Regions from separate parts of the Rattus norvegicus genome. Here region 1 is linked to region 2. Evidence: chromatin contacts called from public Hi-C data. All regions are on one chromosome and are shown on one strand. Each heading gives the region's core, a stretch centred on a gene start, on an enhancer-like site or on the middle of the called end of the contact. The rest is flanking DNA. Distances are from core to core; before and after follow the strand shown.

The links. Hi-C and Micro-C count contacts between places; a contact is called where the count stands out from the background.
Region 1: a Hi-C map of the A7r5 cell line shows a contact between it and region 2, with 3 times the contacts expected there. The contact joins two enhancer-like sites. A contact is called at or near these places in 12 of 12 Hi-C or Micro-C datasets (the A7r5 cell line, the Rat2 cell line, Schwann cells and 7 more) and 1 of 1 datasets of contacts at active chromatin or transcription factors (oligodendrocytes).

The regions. Positions count from the first base shown.
Region 1 is chr16:84,932,466-84,938,123 of GRCr8, forward strand. The region is part of intron 2 of Col4a1 (collagen type IV alpha 1 chain); the gene reads left to right. Among named protein-coding and RNA genes, the nearest start is that of Col4a1, 50 kb to the left of the region's middle. Within about 2 kb of position 2,971, at least 10 of the 93 cell types and tissues checked have an H3K27ac peak or open chromatin away from gene starts, as enhancers often do. A contact at or near this core is called in the A7r5 cell line, where this site is marked.
Region 2 is chr16:84,815,635-84,821,022 of GRCr8, forward strand. All of the region lies in intron 4 of Col4a2 (collagen type IV alpha 2 chain), which reads right to left. Among named protein-coding and RNA genes, the nearest start is that of Col4a2, 67 kb to the right of the region's middle. Within about 2 kb of position 4,022, at least 17 of the 93 cell types and tissues checked have an H3K27ac peak or open chromatin away from gene starts, as enhancers often do. A contact at or near this core is called in the A7r5 cell line, where this site is marked.

The DNA of each region.
Region 1 (5,658 bases), core at 1,721-4,220, 120 kb after region 2:
GCCTTCCAGAAAAGCATTAACCACCCACCTCTAGCCCACCTCTTATTTTGTTGCCCATTTCCAAAATCACCACCCTGTGGCTTCCAGGAGGACCAGACTCCTGTACCCGGTGTCCCAACGTTCCCAAACACGCGGTGTTCTGACGCTAACCACTTTTCCTGTAGTGCATTTCCTTCCAAGTTCTGCCCAGGCCACCCCACCCCCCCTTCCTTGCCAGCAGCCCTTAGTCAGGTCTCGCCACAGGGTGTTCTGTATGAAATGTTACTGCGTTTCTGAGAACGCAGGGCTCTGTTGGGTCTGGCTGCAGCTCTCTGGGCCATGCATGTTTGTCTGGAGGCTCTGGGGATGCTCTCTTCCGTTCGGTGGGTGATATGGGCCAACACACTCGTCCTTTTCCATGTCTATCTGGTGTCTTGTCATGCCAAGATTTTTTCCAGATGTTCCAATTTCCCATTTCCTCACAGTGCGCATGAATCATCCCCTGGCTCCCCAGTCGTGAGAATCGACTTGGATTCTCACAGTCACCTACTTTTGTCTTTTTTTTTTTTAATTTTTTTTGGATAGAATTTTTAAGAGGATTTTTTTTTTTATAAGAATCGTCAGAATCCCGGGACATGTTCATAGTCTGCCACGGGGAAGCCACTAAGAGGGATCCATGACCACGTGGGCGTGTCTTGGTCTGCACGCTGTGTCCTGCTATGTCTCCCTGGTGTATCAGTACCCTTTAAGGGACCTGGAGCTGCCTCTGCCACAGCTCACATTCACCTGCCTGGATCCCAACATTAACTCCACGTGCCCCTTGGCTGTGTGCTTCCGAAGCCGGTAGACTCCGGGGTAACTCCCCACCGCTCTCCGCTTGCAGCTGTTTGGAATGTAGTTCCTCTAGCACAGCTTGGAACATAGGAAATGGGTTTGGTTCCCATGTTCAGAAACAACAGTAGGGAATTTAGTGCCTTGAAATCAGGTCCAGGGGTTGGCTCACGGCTCTGGCTAAGAAGTCCGTGGCCCTGGGTATGATACATAGTCCTAGATCTGGAACGTTCAGCTTTAATTGGAAGTGGATTTTCCTGGAAGATTGGCCATAGAATTCAGCCAGTCCACAGTAGGGTCCCATCCTGCGGCTTTGTCAGCCTGGCATTGAGTCTGCACTTGCATCGGTGAGGCAGGCATCGGCAGTTCTTGTCTTCTTTCTATGAGACTACATACACTGCATCCGTGAGGCAGGCATCGGCAGTTCTTGTCTTCTTTCTATGAGACTACATACACTGCATCCGTGAGGCAGGCATCGGCAGTTCTTGTCTTCATTCTACATGGCCAGCATTACAGTATTTTCTTCTTGTAGCAGTGAACTCAATGTGACATTGGCTGGCAGGAGAAGAACTTTTGAAGGGGACAAAAGGAGGTCGTGTGTTTTAATCAGAGATCAAAGACTTACCGTAAGCCCTGACAAGTGAGACCTTTGCCTCTGGATTCCGCAGTTGTCAGGAGTACACAGCATACACTTCCAGGCAGCAGTCAGGCTGATAATGAAGATGGAGGGTGGGCATCGGGGGGCTACACCCTCAGATGACATTAACAGAGCCCTGGGTCCTTCCTTGTGAAGTGATTGGAGCATGGTGGGCAGGCAGTTAAACAAAGGGAGAATTAGAGTTAACGAGCGTTCCAGACAGCTTTGGGGAAGTGTCCCCTCTTTGTTGTAGTTTTCCCATTTGGCAAACCCATTATGAGGTCAAAGGTACAGCTCAGCTCCGTGTCTGCCTATAGTTTAGCATACCTCCTGGCTAATTAGACAGTTTCCATAATGGTAATATGCCATGCTTCTCTACCTTCCTAGCCCTTCCTAGCGCTGTGACCCTTTAATGCAGTTTCTTGTGTGGTGGTGACCCCCAACCATACATCATCCCATTGATACTTATAGCTGCAATTATGCTATGTTATGAATCATAATATAAATATCTGATATGCCACCCCTGTGAAAGGGTCATCGGACTAACTGGTCATGACCCGCAGGTTGAGAACCATCACTTGGCTTCATGTTAAATCCACTCAGTTTCTTCCCGTGGGGTTCTGGTGAGAGAAGGTGGTGCTTGAGGGGTGATCTCTAAGGCACTGCGATGAAACCACTGGGGCATTGGGTCCCTTGGTGGGGTCCCCTGTTCATCCTGCCCATAGACCCATCTGCTAATAGAGGAAGGGTACTTTCAGACGTGGCTGCTAGCTGGGACTCTCCCAGGTACTTCCTGGGATCGCAAAGGCTTGTCCAGTGTCCTGCTGAAGCATTTCACATCTAGAGGTCAGCTTGTGGCTCTGGGTGAGAGGTTCATGGCTCTTTAGGTGGCTGTGAATTCCAGGGTCTAAATTACCCAGCTCCAGGTTTAGTTTGGGGAAGGTTTCCTCTGGAAATTCGACAAAGAGATTACATGGCCACAGGAAACCCCCTGAGCTAGAAGGTTTCTAAGCACTTCAGCGCTCTGTCCCTCTCCCCTGTGTGGAGTTTCTGTGCTCCCAAGGCACTGGAAGGCTTTGGTAGTGGTTAGTCAGGCAGGCAGCCCTTACCACGTAAGCACAGTGGGTCCTCGGAGCAGCAATGTGGCAACAGTACAGAGATGCCGCACGCTGAGCACTGGGTGACCCTGAGCAGCAGCACGCTGGGCTGCAGTTGAGTGGCCTCTGAACTTTCCTCCCTTAAGGCACCCCAAGTTTACCCTCAATGGACAAGGGTACATTTTCGTTATGGGAGTTTGTTCGAAAGCTTGCTGTGGTACTCTGATCTAATCAGATGCTCATTTTTATGGGGGAAAAGAAGGGCCCCAAAGACTCTTATCCCTGACTGTGTTCTTACCCAGAATGCCAGATATTTTCTCCAGAACCCTTCCTGCCGGCCTGAGGAATCTTATAAACAATCGTGATTCATCCCTGTGGGTGATTCGGGTGTGCTCCCTCTCCACTCTGCCTCCCGCTGATAAGGGTTTGGAGCCCCAGGGGCTTGGTGCCTTGCTCAGAGGTCCTTGGTGGAGAGGGCCACACTGTCCATTCCTGGACCACACACAATGTTGGGAACAGACTAGTGTAGACTGTGTCCCCTCAGCCTGGTTCTGCAAGGGCACCTTCCTTCCGGCCTCCCTCCTCCCAGCCTCCTTTCTCCCAGCCTCCTTCCTGGCCTCCTTCTTCCTGGCCTCCCCATCCTGCCTTAGAAAGGGGCTACTCATTTTTCCCAGAGACAATGAGGGGCAGTTAATTGAGCATCTTGCCTCTCAGGGCAGAAGCAAAATACAGTTGAGGGGACTTGCAGCTGAGCTAATCGTAACATTGTAACCTCTGATTGAGGTTAAAGTAACATTTTTTTCTTTTTCATGGGTTGTCAATTGCTTGTCTCTATTGAGGAGCAACCATCCTGATGATTCCAAAGCCTGATGATAACAGCTGGGCCTGAGGTGAGGTTGAGCCAAGGCTTGGTTTCTGGGCCCCAGAGCATCTCTTTGCCTCTCTTTATGGAATTCTCTCACGTTCCTCCCTGAGTTACTAGTCCCTTCTCAGTGTTCTCTCCCCACGTTGTCTGCTCACAGCTCAGTCTTACCTGATCTAGGGTGAGCTCCAGACCCGTGAGGCAGAGATACAAATTGATTCTGGGATGTGCATATCAGAAAAGGGGGCCAGGGACTTGGATATTTTACATACAGCATCAGGATGGTTTTCTTTGTCTTATTCCAGTTAAGATACTGTTGTAACAAAACACCCCAGATTAAGTGACTTCCTGGAGGCAGGAAGTCTGACTTCATGAACTCCTTGTCTGATTGTAGCCCACTTCCTTCACAGACAGGTGTTCCCTTGGTGTCCTCAGGCTGGGAGAGACCATGAGCTCCCTAGGTTCTGCTGACTCCTTCTTGACCACATCACCTTCCAATGTTTGCCCTTCCCCTTCTTCATACCACCACCTGGGGACTAGCGCTCAACACGTGAGTCCTGGGTTCAGATGTGAAGTTCACCTGGAGAGGAGGACACGCCTGTCCTTACTGCACCTGTCCCCTCAGGTGGACAGCGCAGGGCAGCTGTTCATGCAGCTGTTTCTGTGGTCCTCTCTGTCTGATACATTCCTTCGAGGCGATGCTTGCAGGAGAGACGTCTGACGTTGTGTCTTCCGGCAGTGTCAAAGACTCCGACCTGCTGGTGTTTTATCGGCAGGAGCTGGAATGTGGTGGCTTGCAGGACGCTGAGCTGATTTGAGGTCAGCCGTGATGGTGACATTTTTAAGTAGACATTTCCTCGGGGTCAAATGCTTTTCCAGTGATTGTGTTCTGGGAAAAGAGCCCCGTGATTCAGCAGAATTTAGCAGAGCACCTCCATTCCTCATTTCTCTAGCAAGCGCTGAAGTGAAACATCTGAGACGCTGGTGCCCATGGGTTTTTCTCCTCTCTGGCTCATGTGATGCCTGACAGGAGAGCTGTCCTGTTTTCTATTTCCCAATCTGCTTAGGTCTCCATGTTTTATCTCCCAAATATTTTTCCTTGGACATGGGAAGTGGCTGCTATGATTAAAAGGAACTATTTAAATCTAGCCTGACTTCCTCTAATGGCTTTTCTGATTGTCAGAGGGATCTTTGATTTTACTGTTAGATAAGGACCAGGAACTGAAGAGGAGGGTGTGGGTTCTAGCTCACGGACCCAAGACTGAGCATAACTACTTCCTTTCTGTGGATTCTGTGGATGCATGTTCTCTGCCCAGTGTGTATCTTTCACTTGTTTATCCCAGCCTGGGACTGTGCTCTTGCCTTCTCTAGGACACAACTGTCTCAATGGCCCAGATAGAGAAAGGGTGGGGGAGACACACAGACAGATGACAGACAGACAGATAGATAGAGATAGGTAGGTAGATAGACAGACAGACAGACAGATAAATATACAGAGATAGGTAGATAGACAGACAGACAGGTAGATAAATATACAGAGATAGGTAGATAGACAGACAGACAGACAGATAGATAAATAGGCAGATAGATAGACAGATAGATGGACAAACAGACAGGCAGACAGGCAGGCAGGTAGGTAGATTTTGAGAGATAGAGATAGATATAGAGATAGACATAGAAAGATAGACAGACTAGAGACAGACAGACAGACAGACAGACAGACAGACAGAGTTAGCCAGTGCTGGTGCCTAGACAGGACCCAGCCTTCTAGACAGTGTGTATCTCAGACCGTATTGTGCATATCTTCCATTGTTTCAAGCAACGTGAGCACCCAGTGCAGGTTAAATTGGGCTGACTAAGGGCATTTGTTTGTACAGGGACAGGGACACTTTGTACTCTGTCCAGCGTTTTGCTCCTGAAGTTATTACAGCGAGGCTCTTCTTCACATAATTTATAAAGTAGCCATTGGAAGACAGGGTGGGCCAGTTCTTCCATTCTCTAGGCCCGGCTGTAGCTGTGGGATCTCTAAGGACCCCGTGGAGGAGGGACAGGCCTCTGTTGGCCTGGAATTCTGTGTGTGAGCTCAGGATTTCCAGAGTGAACAGCTGTATACCTGGGAGACACGGGGAGTCCTTTGCGTGCTTGGCCTATGAGTCTCCTCAGCTTCATCATTTCTTTCAGACCTCGGAGCCTTGGAGTGGGCACTGTGCTGGCAAGCCTCAGTGCCAGCTTCTGTCCCTTCCCTCGCCGTC
Region 2 (5,388 bases), core at 2,772-5,271:
GTGCATATCTGATAACGCAGGATACCTGCGATTGGCCTCCACAAAGGGATCGGGAGTAACAGGTTGGGAACCTCTGCACTGGATCAATAATATTTCAGAATATAAGTAGTGCTGAGCAAAACCATCCAGAGCCATCGGTAAGGACTGCTGTACTGAGAGGATCTTCTAAAGTAAAGAAGAACTTTAGAGAAGCTTAACAAAAGCGCTTCATTCCCACAGGCAGGCGAACATACAGCAAAACCCTACTGTCCACAAGTACCTCAGAACAGGCTCCACAGAACGAACCCCTCTGTGGAGAGCCTGTGGCACACACGGTGCTCTGTGCTGCTCTATTATAGTCTTATTCATTTTGAAATACGTGGATCAGACCATCGTGGACTGGCGTGGCTCCCCCGAGCGGTCAGTGCTGGCACCATGGCATCAACACACGAAACGGAGATGGAGTAAAGGGTGAACGGAACGACTGGATGGAAGCGCTGGCCATAAAGCCAAAGTCTGTTGAAGCCAACTTCATGGTTAGGAAAGAGCTGGAAACGTGTGGGCGTGTGCTCAAGGCCTGAGGAAAATTCCGGAAGTTCAGCAGATGTTTTTTGTTAGGAGGCGTTGGAAGCCCCAAGGGCTGTATCTCCTTCTTGGGAAACAAGACGATTTAAGAAATGTATTTCCCTCTTAAGTAGTTTTCGGCTAAACTCACAAAATGCAAAGCTCGGCTGGCATGGCGACCTCCAGACCCTTCCCAGGGAGCTCAGTGCACTGCCTTTGAAAACCTGTGGCAGACAGACACCCCACCTGCTGTGCTCTCTTATTTGAGGATCTCTCTCAGCTGTAAACAGTTCCTCCAGGACTGGCAGCGGTGAACCCTTCCAAGCCTTTGGAAGCAACATCAGAGTCACAATGGCTTTTCTTGGTCTAGAGTGTTCCTACATAAGCGTTAATAAATGGGGACTTACATTCAAGAAATCACAGGTCAGGCTAGTGACCTTGTTATCAGGTGACTTCCTACTCTGGAGACAATCCGGAACTCGTATTCACAAACAAGAACTTTTCGCATGAGGTGGGGCATTTTGACTGATACAGGGTACCTTACAATCTCTCTGGAAGGACAAAGGTCTCTCCTGGCCAGGGGATTAGTGAATTAATGTTTAGAAAGCATCTAGGAGGGCTGGAGAGATGGCTCAGTGGTTAAGAGAACTGACTGCTCTTCCAGAAGGTCCTGAGTTCAAATCCCAGCAACCACACGGTGGCTCACAACCATCTGTAATGAGGTCTGATGCCCTCTTCTGGTGTGTCTGAAGGCAGCTACAGTGTACTTAAATAATAAATAAATAAGTCTTTTTTTTTTTTAAAGAAAACATCTAGAATTTCACTTAAATATTGAGCCTGCTGGAGAACTTTCTTCCATGTAAAGATTGGTGCATGGAGGATTCAGAGTTTATAAACAACATGTACTTTGGGAGGAACTGGAGATGAGAGCTCCTCACTGGTCAGTGACTGATGAACTTGCACAGACATCCTACCCAAAACCTTGTTAAAGTCTAGAACTCCAGCTGGCTGGTGCCCTGGAGATCTAATCAGAATGCTCCACAGGGTTACTGGATATGTTGCTAACATGGACCATAGTCAAGGACATAAGATTCTCTTAGCCCTGGAGACATTACTCAAGCCACTGAGAATTTTAATGGCATGAGCCACAGAGGAACTACTAAAATGACCAGGCTACGGACACCAGAGTGAGCCCCACGCAGACCCTGCCAGTATCCAGGCAGTTTCCCTCCAAGAGGAGCAGGTGGCTTATAGCTTTCCTGCCAGGAAAGATGATGGGGTGCAAACATGACCAGATTAAACTGCATTAGGTCAGTTGCGTGGGAATTTACACGTTAAACAGTTTCATGGCAAATCTCCCAAAACGTACCCAATTTCTGAAAAGTTCCATTTTTTTTTTCATGTCTTTCTTAAAATTGGACGGTGTCGCCCAGGGGACATTACACGCCTTGGAGGAGGGAGGATTTCACAAGACTAGGCTCATCCCAGGTCTTTTTGGTCATTTGTGGGAAAACAACCAGTGGGGGAGTTCTGATTTGTAGAACTAAGGTCTAGGGTGAACCAAGCTTGGGGGCTAACTTAAACACCGAATAGGGTGAACCACAGTGCCTGGTCCTCATGTCTCCAAATCGGATGGCGTCAGTGTCTTTAGCCAGGTCTGAGGTTGTCCTATGACAAGTAACTCAAGTAGGTTTAAAAAAAAAACATACATTGTAGCCCAGGATGGCCTGGAACTGCTATGTAGCCAAGGATGACCCAACTCCTGAGAGGTAGGAGTGCTCTAAACACGTGGGTTAATCTAATTTTGCATCTGGGACTCAGGAGTCGTTGACCAGGGGAACTTTGACGGATCCTCAGTGCCCCTCATTCTTGTTTCTTAGCTTCCCTTTACAACTGTTCCCAGAATGCCAGGCGCCAGGCCGCTGCACCACCGTGCACGTGCTCTTAAAATTTCCTGCCAATTTAAAAAAAAAATCTTACAACTAAAATTTGGCAGGAGTTAGCAATTGACTTTTTTTTAAAAATAAATTCTTTCAACGAGGGGGGTATTTATTTCATGTAACTAAGGAAGAAAATAGTTTTGTAGGAATGTGACCCCAAGAAGGATGCTATTAAGAAACTATCCCATGCTAACTTGGTTGATGGCTTCCAACTTCTACCCTCTCTGGGCCAGCTATGTCGGCTGCACAGTCGATGGCGAACTCCTCCTTTCCATTGCTAAGCAATGGTGACTCCAAGCACCTCTCTCCTTTACGGATGCTATTTGAATTGGCAATGTGTTTCCCCACAGTAAACCCAGTCTCTCCCTCACAGCAGTCATGTAAGATGGCCAGGGGAATGAATCTCCAAGAAGGGACCAGGAAGAGGGAAACAGAGGGAAAAGAAGAGAAATCTGCTGCTGATTCAAGATTCTTTGTGTTCTAAAAACAACATCAAAGCCTCTGACTGGCTGGCTGTCCTGTCTGTCCTGTCTTAGTGATCTGGCGGCTGTCAGGCTTCCCAGGGTGGATGCTCTTCTCTTAGGTAGGATACAACTGCTCTTAAGCTGATAGCCTCTCTTCCCAACTCGTCAGAGAGCTGTGAAAGCTTCATTTTAGCGATCTCTCGCTGAACTCAAAGTCATGAAAGAAATTAAATTTGTGACTGTGAAAACACAGGCTGGAGGAATCTCATGCCCTCTGTCCTCCCACAGCCTCCAAATCCAGGATGGGTCTCACCCCAGCCCACTCCCTCCCTTCTCCACAAAGAACCAGTTATGCCCCAGAAAGCCAGCTCTTCCTCTCTCCCCTCACCTGAATCCCTCTGCTACATTTCGCTAAGCGGCAGTCCAAGTCTGGGCCAATACTTCTGGCTTCCAGTTTTGATTTACTCCCCAAATGTCTTGTCTGCCTTGCCAAGATTGTGAAGTATGTCACCTACACTGTTCTTAAAAAGTAAGAAAGAGCGTAAGGCTTCACCAATGGAAACTATGTATTCCTGCAGTCACTAAGTGGAAAGGAGAAAGAGAAACTTCTCTCTCTCTCTCTCTCTCTCTCTCTCTCTCTCTCTCTCTCTCTCTCTCTCTCTCTCTCCCTCTCTCTCTCCCCTTTCCCCCCACCCCCTCACTGAGCAAGCCCCACAAACAAAGAACCGGTCCCTGAGGACCCATTTGAATGAATGACAAATCTGGAACACAGAGGCACAGGGCTAGCTTAGGACACTGCGGGGGTGGTTTTTTGGTTCCGGGTCAGCACAGGCCACCTCTCTGTGGACCTGCCTGGCAGAGCACTGCTGGGAGCAGCATCCAAGACTCCTGTGACGCATCTCTGAGTGACTATCCTGGGAGCTTTATCTCCAGACAGACAACTGTGGGGGTGGACAGACAGGCGGCTCGGGGAACTTTTCCAAAAGCCCTCCGACTGTCCTGTGCTGCTAGCAGGGCTCCCTGCACACTTGGCAGACTTGCTCCAGCTGGAGCGGTCTTATGCCCAAGGATGGTAAGACTGTGGATAACTTGCATTAGTCATGTTGGTCAGCCTGCGGCTTGGAGAATTCAGGGGCTTGGCCTGAACTGCAGAGTCAAACCACAGGACATTCATACATTCGTGAGGCCGCTTTCCTGAAATCTGCCTGTGCAGGTTACAGATCTGTCCTTACCAAATGGCAAATGAGAGCCTGATGCCACTGTGCTGAGGATGTCATCTGCTGAGGACCGCCTGCCCCGCTCTCTTTGCGAGAAGTGGGGTGGAAGGGGAAGCTCCTATCACAACCTTGAATGGGTTTCTGATGGAATCCAATTGTGGGACATTCAGGACTTTACCTTCTGGGATTAATTGGCGGAATTTAGGGAAGGCATGGGAAGGGTTGAGCTCAGCTGGTACAGCGAGCGCCTCAAGTGCATGAAGTTCTGGGTTTGATCCCAGAGTTGAGGGCAGTGGTACACTCCTGTGAAAAGCATAAGGATGTATGTATGTATGTATGTATGTATGTATGTATGTATGTATGTAAATTAAAAATTTATGTAAAATGTAAAGATGTATGTAAATTAAAATTGAAAAGGGGGTGGAGGACTGTGATAGCCCCCTAAGGCAAAGGGCAGCTCTCTCTGCTTGGCCAGATTTTATCATGCCTGGGGCTCCTACCTCAGAGGAAGGGCAAGCCCCCAAATGAGTAGTTTGGGAGAAGCAGGGTGTGGGAGGAGCTGAAGGGTTTTCATCTCTAACCTGTGGTCTTCTAGACCATCTTGACCCTCTGACAGCAGGAGTAGAGTATCTTCCCAACCTCTAGGCTAGCTAGAGGATGGTGTCATAGCCTCATGGGACTGCAGACTGACGAAGGGGCAGAGGGTGAGGAGAGAGAGGCAGAGCCCCACAGACTGATGAGGCTCCCAAATGGTGGCATGTCCCTGGCTCGAAGCTCAAGAGTGTTTAATCAAGCAACCCCATGAAGCCTGGCAGTCTCCCATCATAGCCGAAGGAGAAGCAACTTGTCCCTACACAGAGGAAACTGGGTCTGCGGGGCTCCCTGAAGCTGTTCTGAGCCACTGTAGGGAGGAGAATGCTGGCCACACCTGACATCCCCTTAGCCACTGACTTTAGATCTCACTTTCTAGGAGACATGTGCTGGCCCTGTGGAGGGAACCAGGGCTTTCTGGCAAAGTGAGCTTGCAGGGCTCTCCAGCTCCCAGCTCATCGCTTACCCGCGCATTTCTAACAGGCTGCGGTGACTCCCCATGAGCCTTTAAACTTCATGGTTCCATTTTGACTGGCGTTTGAATGAGCTTTTAATTGACAACCAAATCCACATGAGAGAGTGGCAGCACCGGAGAGAAGGTGGGTGGCGGCTGGCCAGCAGGCCTGTGTGGCC